Linked DNA regions of Mus musculus: region 1 is linked to region 2. A link is a contact called in public promoter capture Hi-C data. All regions are on one chromosome and are shown on one strand. Each heading gives the region's core, a stretch centred on a gene start, on an enhancer-like site or on the middle of the called end of the contact. The rest is flanking DNA. Distances are from core to core; before and after follow the strand shown.

Region 1 (6,016 bases), core at 1,152-3,651, 640 kb after region 2:
ACTCATTATATGTCACCTTACTTGAAAAAGACTATGGAGGACTCTGTGAAGACAGAGAGTTTCTTTTCTTTTTTTTTTTTTTTTGGTTTTTTCGAGACAGGGTTTCTCTGTGTAGCCCTGGCTGTCCTGAAACTCACTTTGTAGACCAGGCTGGCCTCGAACTCAGAAATCCACCTGCCTCTGCCTCCCAAGTGCTGGGATTAAAGGTGTGTGCCACCACGCCCGGCTAACAGAGAGTTTCATAACAGAAAATGACAATGTATTGAGGATCTGCACTGCTCAGGTTTATTACTTGTATATGTGTTTGACAAATGTTCAAATCATGTAACTTCTCTTCATGGCCTCTGACATACACATGCAGATCAGCAGGATCTGACTGTCATCACCAAACACACCTCCTCTCCAGTTTTCCAGATATGACATGTCTAACACAGCAAGGTTCATACATGAGTTGTACAGACAAGTAACTCCTTCCCTCATACTAACATTAAGAGGCCTGGGAGATCAGGGGGACAACTACACACCAAGGGGACCTGGACTTAAACCTGTGCAAGAGGACGGCATCCCACACTAGCAGTTTCCTTTACTGGTTGCAGACAGCAGTACCCATGTGAGGGACAGTGGAGGACGTGGGCTTGTTCCAGCTAACTGTAAGAAGCATTTGCAAGCAGCTAAACCTCTGGGACAGGAACACAGGAAGATATCCCAGAAAAAGAGGCAGAAAATGACACATGAACATAAACTACAGTAGCCTGCATCATTCAAGAACTGCAGAAAGGCAATGAAGAAATGATGGAGTCTCTGCCTAGATATGGACGGAGCAAACTGGAAGAATTCAGGGAAGACCAGAAGAAAGCATCCTCAGGTCATGGCAGAATCTAACACAAACTTAACTATCCAAAAGGAGTGAACATTCACTGTCAATAGGAAGAATAATCAAGCAAGGGAAAGAGGAGAGTCCTTCCTCACACAGTAAATCCAAACAAATAGTCACCCAAATGTACCATCTTTAACAAGAGCATGTTAGTGAAAACAAAGTTTGAATCCCACATGGATTGGGTCGGCAGAAGGGAAGCATGTGTACTTTGTAAGACACCAAAGTGTTGATTGCAGGGGTTTTCCACGGCTCTCACTGGAAGACATGGAATGAATCATAGAGAGTATTTCTCACGTCCATCAAGCATGATTAAATGTTTTCTGACACAGACTGAGGTAGCCTACATTGGCCTTGAATTTGCTATCAAGCAGGGGTTGACCAGAGGGTCCTGCCCCTCCCCCTCACAAATACAGAGATGACAGGAATGTGCCTCACAGTAGGCTCAAGTGTCTTTCTATCACAGGTCTGTTTACTTTAAGTCACAAGAATACACACAGGTCTGTGAGCTCTTCCTTACCCTGCTGACCTGACACAAAAGCCTGGCCCCCTAAAACAAGGCCACGCGAGATTTTCACCAGATACTAATACCCTGCTCATAAACGTTCTCAGGTTCAAGGCCTGATCAAGGCACGTTGACATAATCATAGTGTGCCAAGCAGACATTGTGTCTTATTTACAATTATTCAACCCTACTTTATGAACAGGAAACCTATCCAAGGTTTAAGGAAACCCAGCCCTCAAGGTAAAACCAGGTGGCAGGTTGCCTGCTTTGCTGACTTCCCTCTGTGTATCCACTACATGTGTTTCCTCACCTATAGTCAAAGACTCTCAGTGACCTCCCATCCTGGCAGATCTCTCTGCTCTGTTCCAGATTTTCCCATCTATGACCTGTTGGGACTTGGATTTTTATTCTCTCTTAATTCCTTAACTGATAGGGAAAATGAACATAATCAGGACCGTAGGAGGAGGCCAGGTACAGAGGATAGTGGGGCCAGGTACCCCATTTGCTCTAAAGGTACTGACTGGGGCATCTGACAGCATCCACCTGAGAATGGGGCAGCTAGGGGAGCATGCTTCCCAGCAAAGCTGTCAAAGAGTTCCCAGCACTGCCTCAGGTGCAAGTAGTCATCTCACCATCACTAGCTTGCAATCCTGACCCCTGCTACCAGTCTGTTCCTATGTCCAAGACACCCTGCGGTGTCCTATGAAAACCCTCACCTCAGACACAATCCCAATCGCCCCATTCCTGGTCCAGAACTGCAACCTCACGTGACCCAGCCAGATCAGCACAACAAATCCCAACAGCTTCTTTTCTTCCGTTCTCCCTCCAAGCCCAGGTCCGCTCAGTCCCCACCTTCCCCACACCCACTCTCCCCGCCTTTTCCCAGCCCGATGCTTGCACAAAGCCCCAGGCTGTGCTGTTTCATGAACCAACCTCCATGACAGAGACAACAGGCGTGTACAGCCGTTCAGGACTCTCGCAAAAACTTTGAGGAAGGCACAATGTACAAAACGAAAGCTAAAGTGGGATTGCCTGGATGGCTCCTCGTGATGGCACAGTTGCTTGGACTACATATCCCAGAAGTCTTTGCGAAGCTATTCCTGGAACTGAATGTGGTCTTTCCCTGGTCTTAGATTTGTAGCCTTCTCTCTGTTTTCTTTACTATTATACTATGGTAGGTACTATGGTAGGTACTTGGCCTACTTTAAAGCGCTCGACTCTAATGTAGACTCTGTCATAATACTCAGTATTGCAAATAAATAAATAATACTTGTTCCTTTGCAATTACACTCTGCATGAGACATACATGGATCAGATTCCACATCATGAAAAACAGTTTTGTGTAAATATTAGGATGTATATACTGTGGTTAGTTGGTCAGGGACACATTGAGAGTATAGATCATTTAACAAAGTTAAAACTTTAAAATGTTAATATATATTTAAGAAATTCCTTTTTAGTGGGAGCTGTACTACAATTTTAACGGTCTCCAATGGTTGTTCACAAACACAGGTACACATAAGCCACTGGGTATGTTTGCCCGTTGTTGATGTTGTTGTTCCTTCCCCTGCTCAGATTACACTTGGGAGGACACAGCTCCTGAGGTCACACTGGTATGTGTACTGGCCACTGGCCCATTATCCATTGTTAGAATTCTCTCTGCAGAGGTCTGATCTTTCTTACTCAATTTCCTTTCCCTGCTCTGATCTACAAGTGTTCCTATGTGACAATATTTTGAAAGTCAAAGCATCTGCCCTGAACTAACCTCAGTTTCTCAAAATCAGGACAGAGAAATGATTATTTCAAAAACAAATCAGAAATATCAAATAAGTTTATTGGAATTTGACAATCAAATACGTTAAAAAAAAACACCATACTCTGTAACCTGGAAGCCTCTGAGAGTTTCACTTTCATCTGTTTCTAAGAAAGACAATTCACTTCTCAACATGCCCATAGACTTTAATAGTCCCAAGACAGTCAAAGCCCAAAGTCTCTTGATGTTGTAATTCAATCAATTGCTTATTTCAAAGTGCTTACAAGATTACTCCTTCAACCTACCATGGACCAGTGGAAACCTGCCTTTTCCAAAAGGAGGAATAGTGACCAGGCAGGGAAGGATAAGAATAAGTTCGAGAGGAATGTGCTGTGAAAACCTAACCCCTACATCATCATATGCATTGGGTCTGTGGTTGCTGAATCATTTGGATGTCAAAGAACAGTGTCAACCTAAACTTCATCTGTGTGTTCTAAAGCACAGACATCCCCTTTCTAGATGTTGCTATGTTTCTAACATGAGGCTATGGTGGGGTTCCAAGTCCACTTAGCTGTCACCTGCATGTTTTATGAAGTGTGATCCCACCAAGATATTAGGAAGGACAGTATACACCCTACCAGTTACATGGTGAAGCATTTCTCTTAGCATGGCTGCAAAGCTCCATGCTGACCTACAGGATGCACCTCAGAGCCTCCACAACTAGTACAACATATACAGTGCTGTCCAGTTCTGCTTTCATCTAGGTTAGTATCAGGCCCCAAGAGAGTTTCCTTTGTCGCTGTGTTCTGAACCTGGAGAGCTTTCCTGAAAGTGTAGTTATGAGCATAAAGTCCCCACAATGGGCTTTCCAATGAAATCAAAATTTCAAATGAAATTCCACTTCCACAAGGCAGAGACTTCCATGGATGTGCTCTTGTCACAGAGGAGATTTAATGTTGGCTCTGGACAAAGTACCAGGATTGCCCATCTCTATAACAAGAATAGGGGATCTCACAATGTCTATAACTTTAGATTCACTGAGGTTGTAGAATGAGAATAGTACCCTACAGCCTCATACAACTGATGCTTCGGTCTCAGTTGGTGGGAAATATTTGTGAAAGAGTGGGAGGTGTGACCTTGTCACAAGAAAATGTCACTAGGCTTTTTCATTACACAATAGCATGCAGTTTCCAGTTATCTGTATGTGCTCCAGTGTGGATCAAAGAGTAAGCTGTCTGCTCCTACACAGGACCATGACTGCCTGCTTGCTGCCATGTTCCCTGAAGTGGAATGACTTCTCAGCTCTTCAACCACCAGCAGGAAATCAAACTGCTTTATGTGTTTCCACCACAATGAATAAGACACTCCATTCTGTGATTTTTCCAGTGAAGAACAGAAGAAGAGTCTGCTCCCATCAGACCAGGGTGTAATGACAGACGTAGGAAAGATTCCACCCAAGACTCTATCATGAATCAAGAGTTTACTAGTTTTGCTGACAGGCATTTGATTGAGAGATAGCACAGGAATACAGGTGGCTCAAGGCAGCGACATGTGACTGGATTCTGGGTAAGAACTCAGGAAAGTTGCATGCCTGCAGACGATTCTTGTCTTGTAGGATGCTGCAGTGATAACAGGGTTCTCAGCCTCTATAGTCCTTAATGTTTATATCAGCTTCATCAGTGAGACTCCTGTGAGTCTTGTAAAGAACTCTGAATTCCCCATGCCTACTCACAAGCTTACTTTCTTAAGGCTAATGAAGCCCACCTCCAAAATGTGATGTTTCCTTGGAATGGAAACTGATGTTGGTCAAGTCAAAAGCACATTCATGAGTGAGAGACCAATGAATGCTTCTGTTCGGCACTGCCCTTACCGTCGAAGGACTACTGCTAAAGTGTAGAGACACACATATGTAGAGACGATCTTCTTTCCTAGATGATCTACCAGAAAAAAATCTCATAAGAAACATTAACAGAAAATTTCTCCTGCATGATTCATGAACTCATCATGTGAACAGTCAATAATTCTAGGTTCCTGAGTCTGAAAATCATCAACACTTGAATAACCTTATCAGATATTGGTGTCTGGAAGTGAGTTTCAGAGATAATTATCTTCCCTGTCGTATATTGCTTTGGAACACAGTCTTTAGATGAACCTGGTCGATGGTAGTCTGTATTCCCCATAGGTCAATCTGGACATGAGGTAGTTCTTAAATATCAAAGTTCCATCTTATCCTGGCTCCATTCATGTTCACTTGAACACTGCCCAGCCCTCTACTCTCCTTCCACAATTACATGGATTCTGTTGTTCATAAACCATGTTTTAAGGCTTGCAGGACAAGCAATTTTCAATATCAGCCTCTGCTTTCTGTCCCCAGACACCTTCTTTCCAGTCTCAATTTCTCTCTACAGTTTATACATTATTTATTCTGTTACTTCCAAAAACATCATGTACTAGCCACACTGAAGTTTCCCACTTTCCTCACTAACAATCATTTTTTTGTGGCTATCCTCTCAGTTGGATATTTGTGTATGTATCACTGTTATACATGAGACTGTATCTTCACTTGTAGATCTATAACATCATGTCAGTTTCTTCTTTGTTTAAAGACAGAAATAATCATTTCCTTAACCATACCTACTCTATCAAAAATGGAGGGACACAAAATCTGTCACTGACAATCATGAATCAAGAGTTGACTAGTGTTGGTAGTTCAATTTGTATCTTAGTAGGTGTAGCAGAAGTTCCATGTGTTCATTAACGTGTTCTAACTCCCAGGGTAGTCACAGTAGGACTGCATGCCTCTTTCAGTTTCCATGATCACTCAGAATATGCTGCCTCCTCTCTTACAATACTCTCTTTGAGGAAAAATAAATTAAAAAAAAAA
Region 2 (6,021 bases), core at 3,167-5,666:
GGAGGACAAAGATTGCTGTTATTTGTGTAGTTAGTACTTTTTATTCTTAGTGAAATAGCAAAAAGGTATCCAGTGTGATAATCCCTGATCGGAATAGAATGGCACTGTTGTTCTCCCAGAGTTGTAGAGACAACGGCAGTAAACTTTTCTGCCTTCACTGGGGTGAATATGGAATAACTTTCCAACATTACAGCATCATCACGAAATTGCTCCGGAGTATACCGAAATTGCAGACAAAAAAAAAAAAAGCTGTCATTGAAATATCATTTGTAAAAGGTTTTACAACCATATAATTGTGCAAATGTGTACCATTCTACCACCGGGTAGCTGTCCTGGAACTCAATTTGTAGACCAGGCTGGCCTCGAACTCAGAAATCTGCCTGTCTCTGCTTCCCAAGTGCTGGAATTAAAGGTGTGCGCCACCACCGCCCAGCCATGTATTTCAAGACTAGTCAAGAACAGCAATAAGCGGTTGATCCCTATGCCAAGAAATGAAATATAAAAAGGAAGACACTGGGAGCAAGTTTGTAAACCTGTTAATTCCCATTTGTAGTAATTAAAATGTGATTCATCATGAGAGATATTGATGGTTTTATTCCCTATCATAGGTACAGAATGATTGTCTAATAAAAAAATATAGGAGTGTCTATGAAAGCAGACTCTTCAAAAGAGTAAATGTTCTAGTTTCCTGTATATCAGGAATCAGAATTTTCAAGAACATGTGAGTAACTCCCACTGAAAGTTGTAAATCAGAGAATGAAATACTGTTCTCAAGCCATGGAAATAATGATCTCATTAAGATATGCTTCACTGGGACTGGAGAGATAACTCAGCATGTAAGAGCACTGACTGCTCTTCCAGAGGTCCTGAGTTCAATTCCCAGCAACCACATGGTGTCTCACAATCATCTGTAATGGGGATCTGATACCCTCTTCTGGTCTGTCTGAAAACAGCTACAGTGTACTTGTATAAATAAAAAAAATCTTAAAAAAGAAAAGAAAAGAAAAGAAAGAAAAGAAAAGAAAAGAAATTGATATACTTCAAGTTCCAAATCCACACTGCTAGGCGTCTCAGCTAAATAGATATGGATAATGGAACCTGATGTGGCCACCTCCTGTAGCCAGGCAGGATCCTCCAGTGGAGTGATAAGAACACTAACCCAACCACAAAAGTTTTGATCCAAAATTTGTTCTGTCTACAAAAAATGTAGGATCAGAGACTGAGGGAATGGTCAACCAATGACTGGCACAACTTGAGACACAACCCACGGGCAAGAACCAATCCCTGACACTATTAGTGATATTCTGGTTATGTTTGAAGACAGGAGCCTTGCATAACTATCCTGTTAGAGGCTCCAGCCACCAACTGACTCAAACAGATGCAAAGACCCAAGTAAAACATTGGATGGAGAGATCTAAGATTATCTTGACAACTACATCATGTTTCAAAGTATATGGGGAAGCCGACCATTGCACCTCCACGTTGTTCCGACCTCCTCTTTCCTACCAACCTGGGAACACTGTTTTTACCTCTTGTCTCTTCACACCAGTAGACTGTTGTCTTTGCTCCAGAAATGTCACCAGCTGTGGCTTAGAGTCAGCAAGCTCTGTTCGTAGGAAAAGGAAATGAGATTGTATAAGAGTTGGTCTACAGGGAATTGATATGACCCTTAAAGTAGTGTTTACAAGTAAAGAAAATTATTTCCTTAAAATGATTTCTGACAAGAGTACCAGAATACATATAGGGACATACAATATCCAGATTCTAAGTTTTATTTAAAGGGAGAAATATTAAAACTGAATTGTTAAGCATTTTAATTAATAAGTGTACTCCAAGCCTCATGCCCTTGAATTTCTAATAGGAGAAGATACTTCTAACACAGAAAGGTTAAACATACAAAGAGAAAAACAGTGAAGTGGTTCTTAGCTGTACAACAACCTAATTTTTTTAAGGATATGAAATGCTCCTATAAGACATTTTACAAGGTGAGGAAGCTGCATGTTGATGGTGAGATACAAATGCTCTACAGATGCAGTGCTCACCCAGGAACACAAGGTGGCTGTAATTCTCCAGCATCACATCCCTGTACAGATGCCACTGAGCAGGCTCCAGGCATTCCCACTCCTCTGCAGAGAAATCAATGGCCACATCCCTAAATGATAGCATTTCCTGAAATGAAGACCAATGAATGATATCACAGTTTAAATTAATTAAAACCACTAAAATCATTTAAATACCATGATGAACTCTGCTGGATAGTTCTCCCGTCAAGTTGACACTATTATTTGAGAAGAGAAGAATATTTGAAAAAAATGTCTCCAGGAGATTGTCCTGTAGCCAAGCCTATGGCATTTTCCTAATTAGTATTGATAACAAGATATCTACAATATGGGTGGGATCCCACCGGGGAGGTGTTTCTGTATGGTATAGGAAAGCAGGCTGAGCAAGCCATGGAATACCAGCCAATAAGCAGCGTTCCTGTGTGGTTCCTGCGCTGGTTCCTGACTTGAATTCCCTCAGTGATGATCTGTTACCTGAAGATGTCAGCTGAAATGAACCCTTTCTTCTCCAAATTGCCTTTCCTCATGATCTTTATCACAGTGGTAGAAACCTTTACACGGGCATCATGTGCCTGTGGACACAAATCTAGATTCTGTAAGGATGAAAGAGAGCTAGACCTGTTTCTCACATCACTGAGTAATATTCTTCAGACACATCAAAGGTACTCATATGACCTCACAATGGACCCATCTTCAAAGGAAAACAAGGTAAAAGATGCTATAAAACCATGTGGGCTCTATACATTGAAGACAGGTGAAATGTAAAATAAATACATCCACAGAAGCATCCATTTAATGCCATATGCTTATTATAAACCACACAAATAAACAGTTCTCACAACAGAAAGTCCTGGTGAGGGAGAAGGTTCTTGTCAACACTAAATATACACAGCCATGAATGTGAAATTATATGAAAATACAGACTTTAATGAGGTGGCTCTGGCTGTCATCTGGGTTTCTGCATTTGTCCAGAATTCAGCAGCGACACAAAGCACAGTGACAAGGGACAGGAGATGGAGGAGGCAAGGGGTAGAACATTAAAGGAAGAACTCACAGACTAATATCATTCAAGGTTCTGAACATACGGGGAAACCAGCATGCAAAGGACTAATCATACTGAGAATTTAACATAGAACAGAATTCACTGTTCCTTGTCATGTTCCATTTCTGTGTTTTCTCTAATGGGTACTGGTTGATGTTTGTGACATTTCTGAAGTGTGTTTTACACATTTGACAGCATGTATCAGTGTGCTGTAGTTGAGCAGCATGTTTGCTATGCTGTCTAATTATTTCAAAATTTTTTAATTTCTATATTCATGTCTTATTGAATAATGCCCCAGATTGGCCAACGAGAATAGTCATATTATTTTTTTATTTATACATGAAAATATCAGCAGTTTATGTATTAGTGGGGTCCTTTAAAATAATTGTATAGATAAGCTTTGATCATTTTTCTAAGTATTGTTGTGCTCAACTCAAACAGTATGTTATCGGATTCTAAGATGTAGCCCACATGATCCTTATACACATCCAGCATTCAGGGCAACAAGACTGCAAGCTTCTCTCTCTCCCACTGTTCCAGAGCGTCCATTACTCAGGAAGGCCCAGAACCTTGGCTTCCTGACATCAGTAGTCCATGGTAAAAAATATTTGGCCTCCTTCTTCTATAAGTTACAACTCTGTATTTTTAGTTTAAAAATAGCTCAACAATTTCAGTGTGAGATGAGAACATGCTGACACTCTGAGTGTCATGGTGAATAGCTTCAATCCCAAGATGAGGGAGGCAGAGGCAGGAAGATCCCTGTGAGTTCTAGTTCAGCCTGGTCTACAAAGTAAGTTCCATGAGAACCAAGAGAAATTCTGTCTAAAACACAAACACAAAAACAAAAAACAAAAACAAAAAGCAAAACAAAACAACAGGCTGAAATAACCATTGTGGGCCAAGGACACATCCTGTGTTTGGGGATCACTAACATCTCTAGGGCACGAGAGCAGCACGCAGTGTCCAAAGGAAACCATCACCTAGGGCACAATCCTCATCGTCCCGACATGCAACGTCACCTGTCCCAGCCGGTACAGCAAGGCAGGTCCAAGCAGCAGCTTCTGCCCTCCCACCCAGTTCAGTTTCGCTCCCTCTGAGACAGAACCGGGAACAGAGACCCAGGCTATGTTGTTTTCTGAACCAACCTCCACATCACAGACGACAGGAATGTAACGGCCACACAGGACTCTCGCAAAACTTTGGGGAAGACCCCTCTGTTAAGCAAAAACCTAGTGGGGGGTTTACCGGTTAGCTCCCTGTGACGTCACAGTATCCAGACTACATTTCCCAGAAGTCCGTGCGAAGGGATTTCTGTAACCCACCGAAGGTGATTTCTCTGGTTCCAGAATTTGTCCCTGGCAACCCAAGAGAGAGAATAGAAGGAAAGAAGCAGTCTGCAGCACATTCTTGGGGAGTCGGGCTGGTTTTCCCCCCTCCGGATCCACAACAGGAGATAACGTGAATGTGAGTCGAGTCTGTGACAGAAATCTTAGGAGTACAAGTCATTTCTGGGCCATATGTTGTAATTTTAATCTTACTTTAAAAAAGAATCACGCTGACCCTGTTGTGTTTTTAAATAAGGAAGCAATACACTAATGTGGGAAAGAAAATCATCTTAAGATTCATTAATATTTTTTAACTCCCAGCGGCTCTTGATGCCTCTTTGGTTCTCACGCTCACTGAGAATGTCTTGTTGGAGATGGCAGCAAAATTCTCATAAACTTACAAAATATTTGTCCACTCCCATTCCTAGTAGGCTTTCAACTCTGGCACATTTGACATTGTTTTGAATCTCATTATTCATCACGGTCATATCCCATGGTTGAAAATATTGCCAGTATTTTTTCTTTTGGTTTTTCGAGACAGGGTTTCTCTGTATAGCCCTGGCTGTCCTGGAACTCACTTTGTAGACCAGGCTGGCCTCGAACTCAGAAATCCGCCTGCCTCTACCACCCCCACCCCCACCCTCACCCCCCACCCCCCAGTGCTGGGATTAAAGACATGCGCCACCACACATTTTCTCTCCTCACTCACTCATGAGATCCTTGGGTGTTTGCTAAGTGTGCTGTTACCTTAAAGGAACCCCATGCAAGGTGAGTAGATTGGACTTAGTGCTGCTTTTTAGTGCTCACATCCTGAGGTAAGGGAGGCAGGACTTGTCCACCTGTGGTGACTGCAGGAGCCTCCTGAGCAATAGCTGCAGCCTTGGCAGGAGTGGGGCTTCTGGTCTGCACTTCTTTATCTTTCTGAGACCTCAGCCATCAGGAAAGCTAACCAGCCATGGAGGCCAGGAACCAACCTCACTAGGTCCAGGGGTTTGGAGCCATGATTTCTGTGCCAGAGGGTGCCTTACCTGTTTGTTTCTCAAGTTAAGAGAAGCTTTACTGGTTCCTAATGCCTGTTGTCTCTGCTAGAACTCAAAGCCTGCTTCCTCTGAGATAGCACTCCCTCTGTCTCTGAGATTCCTTTGCCTTATGCCTGTGGTCTGCTTTTGTTTCTGCCCCAACGTGCCTAGATTTGGGAGGTGACCTATCCCCCACAGATATCGTAACTACTGGCTATGAATGAAACTATACCCCTGCATTCTCAATTGTTAAGCTCTGCTGGCAGCATCTAGCATTGGCTGGATATAAGGTACTGTCCTTACTATCACCCACAAAACCTGCCTTGTACATGTAAATATTTGTCACTTCCTGCGCAAAAGGAGTATTCTCTGAGATTGTCATGTTAATGAGCAAGTTGCCCCAGGGAGGTCCTGGAGTTTTCATTGACTTTATCCAGAAAGTAACTTTAACTTATGGACAGGGCAGTCCTGCTGCTAATTGGGGCAGAGGGATGGAAGCAGAATGGAGCAGGGCAAGGAGGCCAGGTAGAGCCATAAAAATGAGGGACTGCCCCATGCAACAGCCTTACACTATA

The links. Capture Hi-C pulls out chosen DNA fragments and counts their contacts.
Region 1: a promoter capture Hi-C map of adipose tissue shows a contact between it and region 2. The contact joins the promoter of Zfp455 here to the promoter of 4930525G20Rik in region 2. A contact is called at or near these places in 8 of 39 promoter capture datasets (cranial neural crest, frontonasal cranial neural crest, hematopoietic stem and progenitor cells and 4 more), 1 of 15 datasets of contacts at CTCF or cohesin (large pre-B cells), 5 of 484 Hi-C or Micro-C datasets (CD4 T cells, granulocyte-monocyte progenitors, macrophages and 2 more), 5 of 115 datasets of contacts at active chromatin or transcription factors (bone marrow-derived macrophages, embryonic stem cells, fibro-adipogenic progenitors and 1 more) and 3 of 9 other capture datasets (adipose tissue, liver and pancreatic islet).

Annotation. Positions count from the first base shown.
Region 1 is chr13:67,190,891-67,196,906 of GRCm38.p6, reverse strand. It overlaps Zfp455 (zinc finger protein 455), which reads right to left and starts at 2,401. Exons shown (of 4, transcript NM_001048204.1): 1 at 2,313-2,401. The coding sequence starts at 2,318.
Region 2 is chr13:67,829,380-67,835,400 of GRCm38.p6, reverse strand. 4930525G20Rik (RIKEN cDNA 4930525G20 gene) reads left to right here and starts at 4,416. Exons shown (of 3, transcript NR_045194.1): 1 at 4,416-4,566. It overlaps Gm10037 (predicted gene 10037), which reads right to left and starts at 4,295. Exons shown (of 4, transcript NM_001309374.1): 1 at 4,248-4,295; 2 at 2,043-2,169; 3 at 1,530-1,606. The coding sequence starts at 2,166.